2 separate regions of the Mus musculus genome follow, and region 1 is linked to region 2. A link is a contact called in public promoter capture Hi-C data. All regions are on one chromosome and are shown on one strand. Each heading gives the region's core, a stretch centred on a gene start, on an enhancer-like site or on the middle of the called end of the contact. The rest is flanking DNA. Distances are from core to core; before and after follow the strand shown.

Region 1 (6,402 bases), core at 1,967-4,466, 96 kb after region 2:
ACCTGGAGCCTTCCTGCTCAAAGCACAATAGTGGACTTTGCAGCATCTGGAATCACTCCCAATTAGCCAGTCCTAACTCCCTGGATGAGGCCTATCCCCAGAGCATCTTGTGCTCTCAGACAACCTAAATTTCTTAATGGAGGTTTTGGGCCAGGAGAACTGAGAGGAATGTTGATTGTGGCTTCTTTAGCCAGCTCCCATGGTATAAGCCACATCCAATTCCAAGTGGCCTGAACTATGTGTATGTCCATCAGATACACTAGTGCTCAGGGGGTGAATTTAGCTCTGCTGTGCACTGAATAAGATGTGACAAACATTGCCTGGCAGTGGCTGAATCATGTGCTATAAAACTACCCTTCTGATGTAAGTCCCTCTGTAGCATGGAGAGGGGCCTGAGTCTGCATGTGGTGGAAGAGTAAGAGGTCAGCCTAGGGAATGCCAGCATGACAAGATGAGAGAGGAAGACAGCATTCCTTGCAGAAATTCTTCAGGCTAACAGTAAGATATCGAGGACCCCAGCCCTGACAGTCACCATAATGCATGCAGCTGGGGTCTTAGTTCTGTCTACTGATTCAAAGTACCTCTTTGCTTAGCTTCCACAGAGACATGAGGTTGGCTTGCTTCCTCATTAGCACATTATTTATAGTTGCTTTCTCTTTTATTTTTCTTGTTCCATTCATTTTGAGGAAAATTATCGAACACTAGAGGCACTTCGTTTACATAAATAAGGGTGTCATGTTTTTCAGAAAAGACTGATACGGCTTTAAATCAGCAAACCTAGACTCTAAATCTGTGCCAAATCTCCTTGAAACATAGGCAAGAGGGCCCCACCTGAAGTTCACATTCAGGGTGGTTGAGTGGGGCTGGCACGGGTGCACATCTAGCCAGTTCCTGGGGGTATGGCGCTGCAGAGCTAGCTACAGCAAGCAGAATCATTGCTCTAATCTGTCAGAATTTGCTTTAATTACACACTTACACTTGTGGTTTTTTATAGAGCTTTTCATTTGTATGAAGCTCTCTTTAACCCTTGAATCCTGGCATGAGGGAATTAAAGGGATATCAGAAACCAAGATACAGAAATATAGGCCAAGGATCTCTCCCAGGGCCGTGGAATCAGCCAAGAAGCAAAACCAGGACTGACATGTTGCCTCGCTCTGAGCTGGGCTGTTTACTCTGCATTCTGCTGACTTGAAAGCTCCACATATTCTCTGGCTGCAGCATCTGCAGTATTCTTGGTGAGCTCTCCATCTCAGGCCAGCTTTGTGCTAAGAGTCCCTAACAGACACATATGTCACCAGCACAGTCTACGAGAACGTACGTACAGGCCTCCTACCTAACAGCTCTGGGAAAACAGGGCTTTGGAAAAAAACAGCAGCTGTGCTGGGCCTATGGAGGAGAAACAGCACAATGACTATCCAGTAGCCTAGACAGGTGACTCGGCCCAGAGGCCCTGAACACAGGAATAAACCAAAACACTGCCAAAGCTGGCACCCTGGCTCTCCTGGCACCTCAGAGGAGGTCATGGAACCTTTCTGTGCCTGACAAGATTATTATATTCAGGGAAAACAATTGTTTACATGGAAGAGAATAAGCATGAACGAACTATAGATTTAGGATAGAGTTTAGTCAATTTCTACTGTATGGCAAATAACCCAGTGCTTTAAAAGACAATTATCCATCACAAATCTTTGAGGAACAGGAGAAATGTGTGCAAGGTCTCTCCCTAAACTCTAATCTACTGGGTTGTCATCTGGGCCATGTTCATTAGCCAATGCAAACCCAAGTCAAGCCACCTCTGCTTGGGAGGACACACAACTTTTTTTTCAATTTTTATTAGATATTTTCTTCATTAACATTTCAAATGCTATCCTGAAAGTCCCCTATACCCTCCCCCTGCCCTGCTCCCCTACCCACCAACTCCCACTTCTTGGCCCTGGCATTCCCCTGTATTGGGGCATATAAAGTTAGTAAGACCAAGGGGCCTCTCTTCCCAATGATGGCCCACTAGGCCATCTTCTGCTACATATGAAGCTAGAGACACAAGTTCTGGAGGTACTGGTTAGTTCATATTGTTGTTCCGCCTATAGGGTTGCAGACCCCTTCAGCTCCTTTGGTGCTTTCTCTAGCTTCTCCATTGGGGGCCCTATGTTCCATCCAATAGATGACCATGAGCATCCACTTCTGCATTTGCCAGGCACTGGCATAGCCTCACAAGAGAGAGCTATATCAGGGTCCTTTCAGCAAAATCTTGCTGGCATGTGCAATAGTGTCTGAGTTTGGTGGCTGATTATGAATCCCCTGGTAGGGTAGTCTCTGGATGGTCCATCCTTTTGTCTCAGCTCCAAACTTTGTCTCTGTAACTCCTTACATGGGTATTTTCTTCCCTATTCTAAGGAAGAATGATGTATTCACGTGTTGGTCTTCCTTCTTTTTGATTTTCTTGTGTTTTTCAAATTGTATCTTGGGTATTCTAAGTTTCTGGGCTAATATCCACTTATCAGTGAGTGCATATCAAGTGAATTATTTTGTGATTGGGTTACCTCACTCAGGATGATATCCTCCAGATCCATCCATTTGCCCAAGAATTTCATAAATTCATTATTTTTAATAGCTGAGTAGTACTCCATTATGTAAATGTACCACATTTTCTGTAACCATTCCTCTGTTGAGGGGCATCTGGGTTCTTTCCAGCTTCTGGCTATTATAAATAAGGCTGCTATGTACATAGTGGAGCATGTGTCCTTCTTACCAGTTGGAGCATCTTCTGGATATATGCCCAGGAGAGGTATTGCTGGATCTTCCGGTAGTACTATGTCCAATTTTCTGAGGAACCACCAGACTGATTTCCAGAGTGGTTGTACAAGCTTGCAATCCCACCAGCAATGGAGGAGTGTGAGGACAGACAACTTGAATGCACACAACTGGTAAGTTATGGCCATGTTTGCAGTTTGCCAGAGAACAGTTTTCATGGTTCAGGCGACTCTGAGATAAAAGGGTGAAAACACAGGATTCTGCCTACTTGCTTGAAACAAAATGAAAGAAAGACTGACAGGAGAGGAGAAACTGAGATGCAGAAAGAAAGCAGGCAGAGGACAGGACAGGCAAGTTAGCTCCGTGTTTAAACAATTTGATCTTACCGTCTACAGGGATCTTCCAACAGCTGGTGTGAGACCGAGGCTTTGCTATTAATATTACCCAATCCAGGAAGGGAGCTGCAACATTGCTCCAGCAATTCACTTCCAGACAGTGGCTTAAGGCTGCTCTCTGGAGACACTAATGACCTACCATTTCAGGCTCACACTATTCAAAGCTACTGGAGTGATGGGAAGTAGCATCTTGACAAGGAATGGCTAGGACTGCTATCCAGGCTACTATATCCCAGCATTGTTCAGGCAAGGGGATAGAAGAACAGGGACCTGAACGGTAGGGCACACACAGGTTCATGCACTGTGAGAATAATAACAATGAAATATTTTCAAGCTTCAGTTAAATGACTCCAGTCAAACACATTTCTTTTAGTCGGCTTGCATTATTTTGGTTGAAGCCTCTATTCTCCTGCAAGCAAAGGTTGCAATGCTAAATGCCACCAAATTGAGCCATTCTGCCTGTAGTTCGGGAAACAAAATGCCAAGCTATGTTCTTGGTTGTCCTTGGAGCTAACAATTACATTGTGAGTTGAAAGGGAGCAAGTGTCCCCAGCAACGTGATGACGATTACTTTAGCCCTACCAAGGCCACTGTGCACTGAAGCTGCCAAGGCAAGAGCATCACAAGTCAGGAAAGAAAAAGAGACAAAGCACAGAGAGGCAGACACAGGCAGCTGCTTCTGCTGAGGACTGAAACTCACGGAGTCATCAGCTGGCTGTGATGGTTAATCATTCCTGTCAGCTTCAGAAGATTTGGACTCAGCTTAGTGCTATAGTAAAGATCCAGTAGAATTAAGTGGAAGGTTGTGAGTAAAATGCTGGAGTCAGTAACCCTGGTCATGAGAAACAAAAGATCTTGCATCTAGGTGTAAGTCAACTAATCTGACCAGATAGGAGACTGGATAGGGCTTGCTTGGAGCCAGTGTCAGCTGACTCTGGCTGGTTCCCATACATTACCCCTTCCTGAGGAACATATACCAGGCATGGTTACCATTCTATATACTGTTGATCTTAATTCATGTAATTGCAAGGAAGAATGGTTTCTACAAAGCTTATACCTGTCCCAGGAAAGAGACTGCCCTGGAGACAGAGGTAAATATAAGGTAGCCAAGAATGGTTGACACATCTTGGTAGCTGTGACAAGAAAACCACAATGTGATCATGCAAACATAAAAGTAAAGAGAACATAATCTAATGAATTGCTAATATATTCCCACAGAGGGCTAAGAGAGTAGTGCCTTTCAGGTTGGCCCAACTAGAAAGACCAGCCTAGACTAAGAGCCAGTAGACAGTCAAGGTCAAAAGCAAATGAAACAAATGAAAGATAAACAGAGAGCTTCAAAGCATGACCACTACCCTAAATAAGAGAATCACACCTAAACAGGTCATCTCTTGGCTGGTACAGGGGTCATGCATAAATCCTGCAGACATTCCATTGGCTCAACATGGGAGATTAGTCAATATCAATAGAAGTTCCTTCAGTTTTTGAACAGTGTCTGCCATAGTCCTATAAAAAGTCCTTAGACGAACAAGCAGCTTGAATGTTCTTTCCTGTCTCTCCCAGAGAATTGCTTGTTTTCTGGAACTCTGCTTTCTGCAATAGTCTTTCTTCTTTAATCTTCTTTTCTGTAATAAAAATTACTTTTAAAACTCATGCTTCTGGGACTGGAAAGATGGCTCAGTGGTTAAGAGCACTGACTGCTCTTGCAGAGGTCCTGAGTTCAATTCCCAGCAACCACATGGTGGCTCACAACCATCTGTAATGGGATCCAATGTCCTCTTCTGGTGTTTCTGAAGACAGCAACAGTGTTACTCATGTACATTAAATGAGTAAAACCAAACCAAACCAAACAAACAAAAAAACCAAAAAAACCTCATGCTTCTGGTTTCCCACAAATTTCACTTTTCTAGTTCCCAAGATAAGGACCAAGAACAGAGGCAATCTTCCAATTCCAGGATACCCCCTGTCTTCATTTACTAGGTTACAAGCCAATGGATATCCTCCTGAAAGTGTTTCAAAAGAAGGTCAAATGGGGATGGAAAATTCACTCTGGGTTGGCTCCCAACTTGAATAAAAAGGCGTTGAGCACAGCACCAGCATTTATTTCTGCTTATAAGTGTGGATGCAGTGTGACCTGATGCCTCCTGCTCCCTGCTACCGTTTGTGTACCATCAAATGGTGAGCCAACCCCCCATTTGCTTTTGTTGGGTATTTTGTTCCATTGGTGAGAGAAGTAACTAATGTCGTCACAAAACTCCTCAGAAGACAGAGTGGTAAAGGGAACAAAGTCTTCTAGATACACACATACAAACACACACACACACACACACACACACACACACAAATGTGTGGAGTGGAGTAGATGGAAAAATGATCAAGCCATAGGAGACGCTTAGTCTTGGGTGTGAGAATACAGATGGGATGAATGTGGTTAAAAACAGGTATCCACTCCATTTAACCTTTCACCAAACGTAAACAAATGGGACAATGCCAATAATGGTCACGTCTTCACAGCAGTTGTCATGTTGCCACCTCTATTTTGAATTTTTGCAAAAGAAATTCAGAAATTATGGGTTCCAGGGCAGGGAATTTGAGGCACTTGAGATATTCTTATTAGGGGGGGAAAAAAAAGCAAGGCCTGTTGCTAGATACACTCAGAAGCCAGCATGGTGGCACAAGGTTTTGCAGAAAGGAAAGGTTGATCTCCATTAGCTTTAATCTGCCTACCAGGTCAGTTGATAGTGGAGAACTTTATGGGAAATAATAAGAAAAAGGCTCTTTTTTTCACGAATGACAAAAAAGACACAACTTTGTTTGAGCAGGGCTTGTGCTGAGGGAGGACTTAAGCTTCTGACCTCATCCACCAGATAAGGCTTGTGTACCTTTGTGGGAAGCCAGCTCCAGATGGTAATAGTCATTAATGAAGGGTCCTGTATTAGCTGCTTTTCTATTGCTCTAATGAAATAGCACTGCAAAAGCAATTTACAGACGAAAGGCTTTCTTTTAGCCTACAGTTTGTGGAGATGGACTCCTCGGGGAAGAGGTGTCTTAAAGCCAGGAACAAGAAACTGATCACATTGAATCTGGACACAGAAAAGAAGCCAGAGAGCACAGGAAATGGGCGTGACAATGAACACACGGAGCCCCCCACCCCAGTGATGTACATAAATGTTCCATAGCATTCCCAAACAGTGCCACCGACTGGGGACCAAGTGTCGAAATACATGAGACACTTTTCGTTCAAACTACCACAGGC
Region 2 (6,547 bases), core at 931-3,430:
GCTGTCAACAACTAGATTTTTTTATTAAGGTGAGGTTGTCAGATGTTCAGCTAATTTCTCCTTGATATGAGGAAAGTAAGTAACATGCATGTTTGGGATGAGAGGAAAATCAGTTTCCTGTTTTAAAAGTTCTGGCTTCTATTTCTCAAAAACAGCCGTGTCAGCCTCTGTGTGTCTTGCAGTAGCTGATTTTAGCTGTAAGCCTCATTTACCAGGAAACAAGTGTTATCATCTATATCAAGTCCTGACCAAGCAGAGAGGGGAAAAAAATAAAATTCCACCTTCTCTAGCAATTTGGATAAAATGTTTGACAGGGGGAAAGCTTAAGGAAGCTGTTGCTTTGACCAGGTATGGAATATTCCCCCTTGATTTCAAGCAGCAAAGAAAACCAATGCACTCAAGTGGATGGTATGTTTTCAGAGTGGCCTTTATGGCATGTGAGTGGACATTAAGTTCTGTTTCTAGCTTTGGTGACTGGAAACAGTGGACACTGTAGAGAAAACATGCCAGTGTGGTGGAATGACACTTCAAGTGCTGACATGACGCTGACTGAGAATTCTATTTTCCTTCCTCCCTCTGACAGCTCTGATTCAATGAAAACAAACAGGTTAATTTTTGTCTCCTGTTCTGTCTGATAAACATCTACCCTAAGTGCCTTGGGTTTGAGTTCTTGTGGGTAAGTTGTTGTATTTTATGTACATACATATAATTTTGGTTGTAAAAGACTCTGATTATTTGAGTCCCTTTGTCAGTCATATTATAACTTCTTAACACCAATTCTTAGCTCTCATATTTCAACCTATTCAGATCTTTTGGACTTCCTCATATCCTAACTTTTCCCAGACATTCTATCCAAAAAACTGAAAAACTCTGTATAACATGTAGGTGAGCAGTTCATATTTTTTTAAAAAAATGGTAAAATCATGGTGTATAAGAAAAACTAACAACTTCATTCTACACTCAGTAAATGTCGAAAACCACAGAAATCAATAAATTCTATCTAGTGTGATATATCACTATCCGATATATCACTATCTAGTGTGCTATAACACTTATCCACACTCTAGTCTAGTCCAATATCATCTCCACAGAATAAAGCTGGTATAATTTGGTTGACTGAGAACAGAATCTGGCCATGAATTTTAAAATTATCCTCATTGCATAGTTTCCACCTTTATACACAGAAGTAGAAGGGGCTGATCTAACTGCAGGGAATAGGTTACACTACTAAACCATGCCTTAAAGTGGTAGCCCTATGTACTGACTGCTTACATGTGCTTTATAACACAGAAATAGTTCTCAAAATTGACTGTCATGCAAGTATCATTCAAGAAGGTTGCAGTCAGTTCTCCTCATTGGAGCTCCACGAATTCATACCATGACATATCTAAGAGGACCAGGGAAATGAGGGATGGCTCACGGGCTTGATTCTGAGAGTAAAGAAGAGGAAATCCCAGGCTTATCTGAGGTTAAGGACTCTAGGAAAGAAGGAGAAAGGAGCTGTGGAGGTGGGAAGATGACTGCAGAAAGGGCAAGAACAGGAGGCCACATGTGAGCTCTGAGAGTAGTAAAACTGAAAGGAACCAAGGAAAGAGTTAAATTGGATTGGAGGAATTTCTGGGCACCTAAAAAGAGTCAATTGTCATTTTGTCTGTTGTCATTCAGGGCTAATGACTATGGCTGCAACCCAGTAAAGGCTCCTTGTGTGACCTTTGGCATTTGCTCATGATGGAAAGGATAAAGTTGATGGAAACAACGTAATAAGAAATGACATCAAAATTGGTCCTGTTGACTCTGTTGAGGCTGGCTTTCAAGCCCTCTGCCTTTCTGTTTTACATCCCTCCTCAGACTCCCAGAGCCTATCTTTGGGTCTACTTCATTCCAGATCTTTCTGAAACCAGAGAACTAACTACCCTTTAGTCTCTATATGGATTTCAAAAACAAATACTAAATTCAGTTAGGTGAGGATTCATTTCTGAGACTTTTTAATGTATCAGTGATTCATCTAGGGGTTCTCTGCAAACCTCCACCCTTTTGACTTAAAGGAACACAGTCAGTTGTCTAATATGCTTCTCATCCAGCAAAGAAATATTTTCTGCAGGAGTCCTGAGAAGGAATTGCCTAGTTTCTCCAGGGACATTTGGATGAGAGTCTGTTTCTCACAGGGCAGCCTGTTCTCTGTAAGTTCTTTGTAATATCCAGTGGAAATCCGAGTTCCAACACTCTTGGGTCTTAGCCCCATTTCTGTTCTGTTAAGCAATCCAAAAACAAATTGCTGCACCGGAATCCCAGATTCTGAGAAGAAAATAGCATTTCTTCTTATGGATTTTCCTCTTAGTGCTCAAAGCAGTGAACAAGCTGCTAAGACTCACTAAACTAAGCAGTATAGGCCAAACAAAGACCTCTTGTGCTTTGGCTTCAAAGCACTCCTACTGTGTTTCCACAAAGGCCCTATAACCACATCAAGGTGCAATACTTAGGAGAGTCAAACTAAGCAAACAAGATGCACTTATTTTTTTTCCTTCAAAAATTACAGGGTGAGTTTCAATATACTTCCAATTTGACAGTTCTGCTTTTATCTGTTTTTAATATCTTGTGTTCTGAATGAAAAAATTAATTCAGGCTATCCAATTGATTTACATTGCAAATTATCTTTTATGTCTTACAAGACAGATTTTGTTAAAAGCAAATGAATGGCTTTGGCAATGATTTCTTGGAGAGGATACTAAAAGCATAGGCTAAAAATGTAAAAAATATAATATAGACTACCTTAAATTAAAAGCTTCTGTGCATCAAAAGACATAATTAAGACTGAGAAGGCAACCCACATAATGAGGAAGAACATTTTTCAATTGTCTATCTGACAATATTTCATCTCCAAAATGCATAAAACCTTAATTAACAACAACCCTACTTAATGTGACAAAGGTTTTAATAAACATTTCCCCCAAAAGAACGTGCCATGTATGCCAATGTATACATGAAATGGTGTTCCATATTATTAATCATTATGGAAATGCAAATCTAAGCCATAATGAGATATTGCCCCATAATAATAAGAAACACCACAATTTAAAATGATAAAAATAAAAGATGTTAATAAGTACTTAGAAAGAATAGAACACAGGTACTTTTGGTGGGAGTGTAGACTGATGTGGCCCGTGTGATCCCTCAAAATATCAAAATAATTATCATGTGATCCAGCAGCCTCAACTCTGCACACTAAAAATAATTCTAAAGCAAGGTTTTAAAGAATTTTCTCACCCATGTTCATAACTCACAATAGCCAATTGGTAGCAGTAATTCACGCGTGTATAGACAGCTGAATGTGCAGATAAAATATAACGTATACATTCAATGGAATACTGTTCAACCTTAAAAACAAACCCTGTGCATACTAAAATATCAATAAATTTTGAGGACATTAATGAAATCTCACTAAAGAAAATAAACTCCAGTCATAACAAGACAAATTATTTTATGTGATCCCACTTATAGAAAGTCTCGAAAGTTGTCAGATCCATAGAGAGTGGAATGTTGGTTGCCTGGGACTTGGCAAAGGCACATGTCTCTAGTTTTGAATGCCACAAAGAGGTCTGGAGAGTCAGAGTAGTAGCACAGTAGAGCCACTATGGTTAAAGTTACTGTGTGATGCTCTAGAGCATGGAACTTTATGTCCTCTGACTTTACATAATTAAGAATCATATTGAAAGGAAGTAGATGAATTACAACCCTGTCACAATTTTCTTTTGTTTCTGAGATAACATAGAGGATAATACATGAATCAAAAGCCTCTTAATTTTTGTATGACTACAAAAGCTAGAGAAAATATTATTTAGCTTTTAAAATTTGGCTATAGCATTATGTCCAATCACGTCTCAGTCAGGACCAAGAACATTTAAGAGACAATTATTCTGTCTGCGGTAAAAACCTGCTATGCCAGATTTGGAAAACATGCCCAAGTGGTGGTACCGTGTAGGCAGGTTTGTTACACTGTGGTATGTCAGCTTATTTTGGCACTGGTAAGCATAAGGTGTCTCCATTGACTCTTGGCTTCTGATGACAAACAATTCATTACTAATAAGTCCCACAATGAAAATCCTGAAAATACACACTAAAGGGTCTTCAGTGAGCTGAAAACAATTCATAACTCAATGCAATGCACAACTGCTAGATTTGCTCTACCAGTCTGAGTCAACACTTCACTTACTATTTCAATGCAATTGATTCTTCAGGAAGCATTCAACTACTTTACAGAAAACACAACCATGGCATGAGTGTTTTACCTGAAGGCACCTGTTAAAAGACACTAGAATGAAGACTACTGCAACAAAAATTTTCACAGAATATTCTTCTTCAGATAGTTGATAACTTGTGTTATCTTGAAAATATATAATAACTTATACCATGTATATGTATATGTATATGTATATGTATATGTATACACTCACTACTAATTCTAAATGTCAACTCAAGTGGACTTGAAAATTACATGAGATTAGTCAGCCACATATCTGAGAATGTCTGTGTGGGCCTTTTCAGAGATTGTCACATAATGAAGGATCGCCTTGACTTCATGTATGGTTTAATCCATTGATGTATTCAAGATTCAAATCCCTACTTAGAGGAAATAGGTCAGGAAGAGGTGTCCTTGGTTGTGATGCTTTGTCCTTGGCCTTTGCGTTCCACTCTGCTGTGCACCATGGTCTAAGTTTCCCTGCCATGGCCCCACCACCTTAAGAAACCCTCTGTAACAGTGAGCAGAAGAGAGCTTTCCTTCCTTAAGCTGTTCTTGTTGGTGATTTGATCCAGTAATGATAAAACTAAGAAATAATCATACTCACCAAGATTTGAATTCATATTTCTGTTTTAGCCTGAATCCATTGAGGTAAATTTTCAACTTTGACTTCTTCACATCACCATATAAATTCTCCATATGACCATATGCATGCTCACATTCTTATCTCGAAATGTGCCTCTGCATTTATCAGGCTCTGTATTTGTCAGGCTCTGGCAGAAGCTCTCAGGAGACAACTATATCAGGCTTACTCCTCTGTGTGTAGCCTTTTAAAGTACAAGTACATTCCCATATTGCTTTACATTCTCCTGGCCAAAGTAAGTCTCAACATAGTGAAAGATCCATTGGGTAAAGAAGCACCCTCCAACTATAAGAGTCAAAATGAAGGCGCTATTTGCTGAGTAATGTTTTGTATAAGTATGATTAATAGGAAAATCAGACTTAATAATCAGTAGATTATATCTAAAAGTCTACTCAATATTATTAACTTGCTTTCATTCATGGGAAATAAACATAATACAATTACATTTAACACTGCTAGAGTGAATATTAGTACAGAATTTGAAATCTACCTACTCAAGGCTTTGAGATTTTTCCTTAATTGCAATGAATGAAATTGGTCTGGTTGCTCGGTGGGAATTAAAACAACAACAAATAAAAACAAAACAAAACATTGCTTTGCTTCCAAGATGGATCTTCCCATTTGCAGTATTTCAAGGACTGAGATTATTTCATTGTGTGCCCTATTAGTCCTTTCCACTACCTACATCACTTAGGATACGATGTAGCATCCCAGAAGGACCTGAGGGTCCTGGTAATAGAAAAAGGGTTTAGGGCAGGAAATATCCTAGGGCTACCACTGCTTAGTTCTGAACTTAGGCAATTTCTGTAAACTCACAAGTAAAAATCTTATTGGTTAAATTTGCCTGAGTGGACTAGGAGGTTGTTGTATTGATTAAATGAAATAACACAAAAAACACAAAGCATTAATCAGAAAACATGCATATTGACATAAATTTATTGGACTACAGTTACCAATTTTTTATTTCTCTTCTACTGTGTTTATTTGCTTGTTTTAATTTACTTTCAATAATCAGTTACCATTAAAGAATATTTATTCTGTTATGGATAAGTGGCAAGTAATATTTCTAAATTAAATAACTGTCCATTGAGACTAATAAGCAAAATAGATTATAATAAATATGACAATTTGTGTAATTATCTAAATTCAGTTTCAATAATTTGAGCTGTCATAGTTTCCAAACTTTCATTTTTTTATAATGCCATCTAATAGATATTAACCACAAAGGAGGTAATATAAGAAATCACATAATCAAGTATCTCAGTGAATACCTTAAGCCTTACTCAGATCAAATCAAATAGAGCTTTTAAAGTAAGCATTGGTTAAATTCTCCAGTCTAGTTTATGTGTAAACGGTTTGCTGAATGAGAGAAAGAATGGCTGACATGTAATCTGGAAATGGTTTAGCCTGACCTTTGATATCGAGTGGTTTTCCTGCAGAACATCTTTATAAATGCCTGTGATTTCTCATACTTGTTCACACTGATGAGTCCAAAAGGAACAAATCACAGATTTATGTGCAAATGAGATTCATGTCTCTGAAGCAGGCCTGGTGAATTTAAACACACACTCTAGAAAACACTAGTTTCCCCTAGAGGACAAGAGCTTTGTAGCTTGACTTTATTTAACTGGAAAATGTTTGCTATACGGTGGGGAAAATGACATATA

What was found. Promoter capture Hi-C pulls out the DNA fragments that hold promoters and counts their contacts.
Region 1: a contact with region 2 is called in a promoter capture Hi-C map of 3T3-L1-derived adipocytes, with 14 times the contacts expected there. The contact joins two enhancer-like sites. A contact is called at or near these places in 10 of 39 promoter capture datasets (the 3T3-L1 cell line, 3T3-L1-derived adipocytes, the HPC-7 cell line and 5 more), 4 of 484 Hi-C or Micro-C datasets (cerebral cortex, liver, nephron progenitors and 1 more), 1 of 115 datasets of contacts at active chromatin or transcription factors (embryonic stem cells) and 2 of 9 other capture datasets (adipose tissue and pancreatic islet).

What each region holds. Positions count from the first base shown.
Region 1 is chr2:136,597,680-136,604,081 of GRCm38.p6, forward strand. The region is part of intron 2 of Gm32659 (a long non-coding RNA gene); the gene reads right to left. Among named protein-coding and RNA genes, the nearest start is that of Ankef1, 69 kb to the left of the region's middle. Within about 2 kb of position 3,217, at least 20 of the 459 cell types and tissues checked have an H3K27ac peak or open chromatin away from gene starts, as enhancers often do. A contact at or near this core is called in 3T3-L1-derived adipocytes and adipose tissue, where this site is marked.
Region 2 is chr2:136,502,356-136,508,902 of GRCm38.p6, forward strand. Gm32746 (a long non-coding RNA gene) reads right to left here. Exons shown (of 2, transcript XR_375015.3): 2 at 5,803-6,547. Among named protein-coding and RNA genes, the nearest start is that of Gm32746, 6.5 kb to the right of the region's middle. Within about 2 kb of position 2,181, at least 11 of the 459 cell types and tissues checked have an H3K27ac peak or open chromatin away from gene starts, as enhancers often do. A contact at or near this core is called in 3T3-L1-derived adipocytes and adipose tissue, where this site is marked.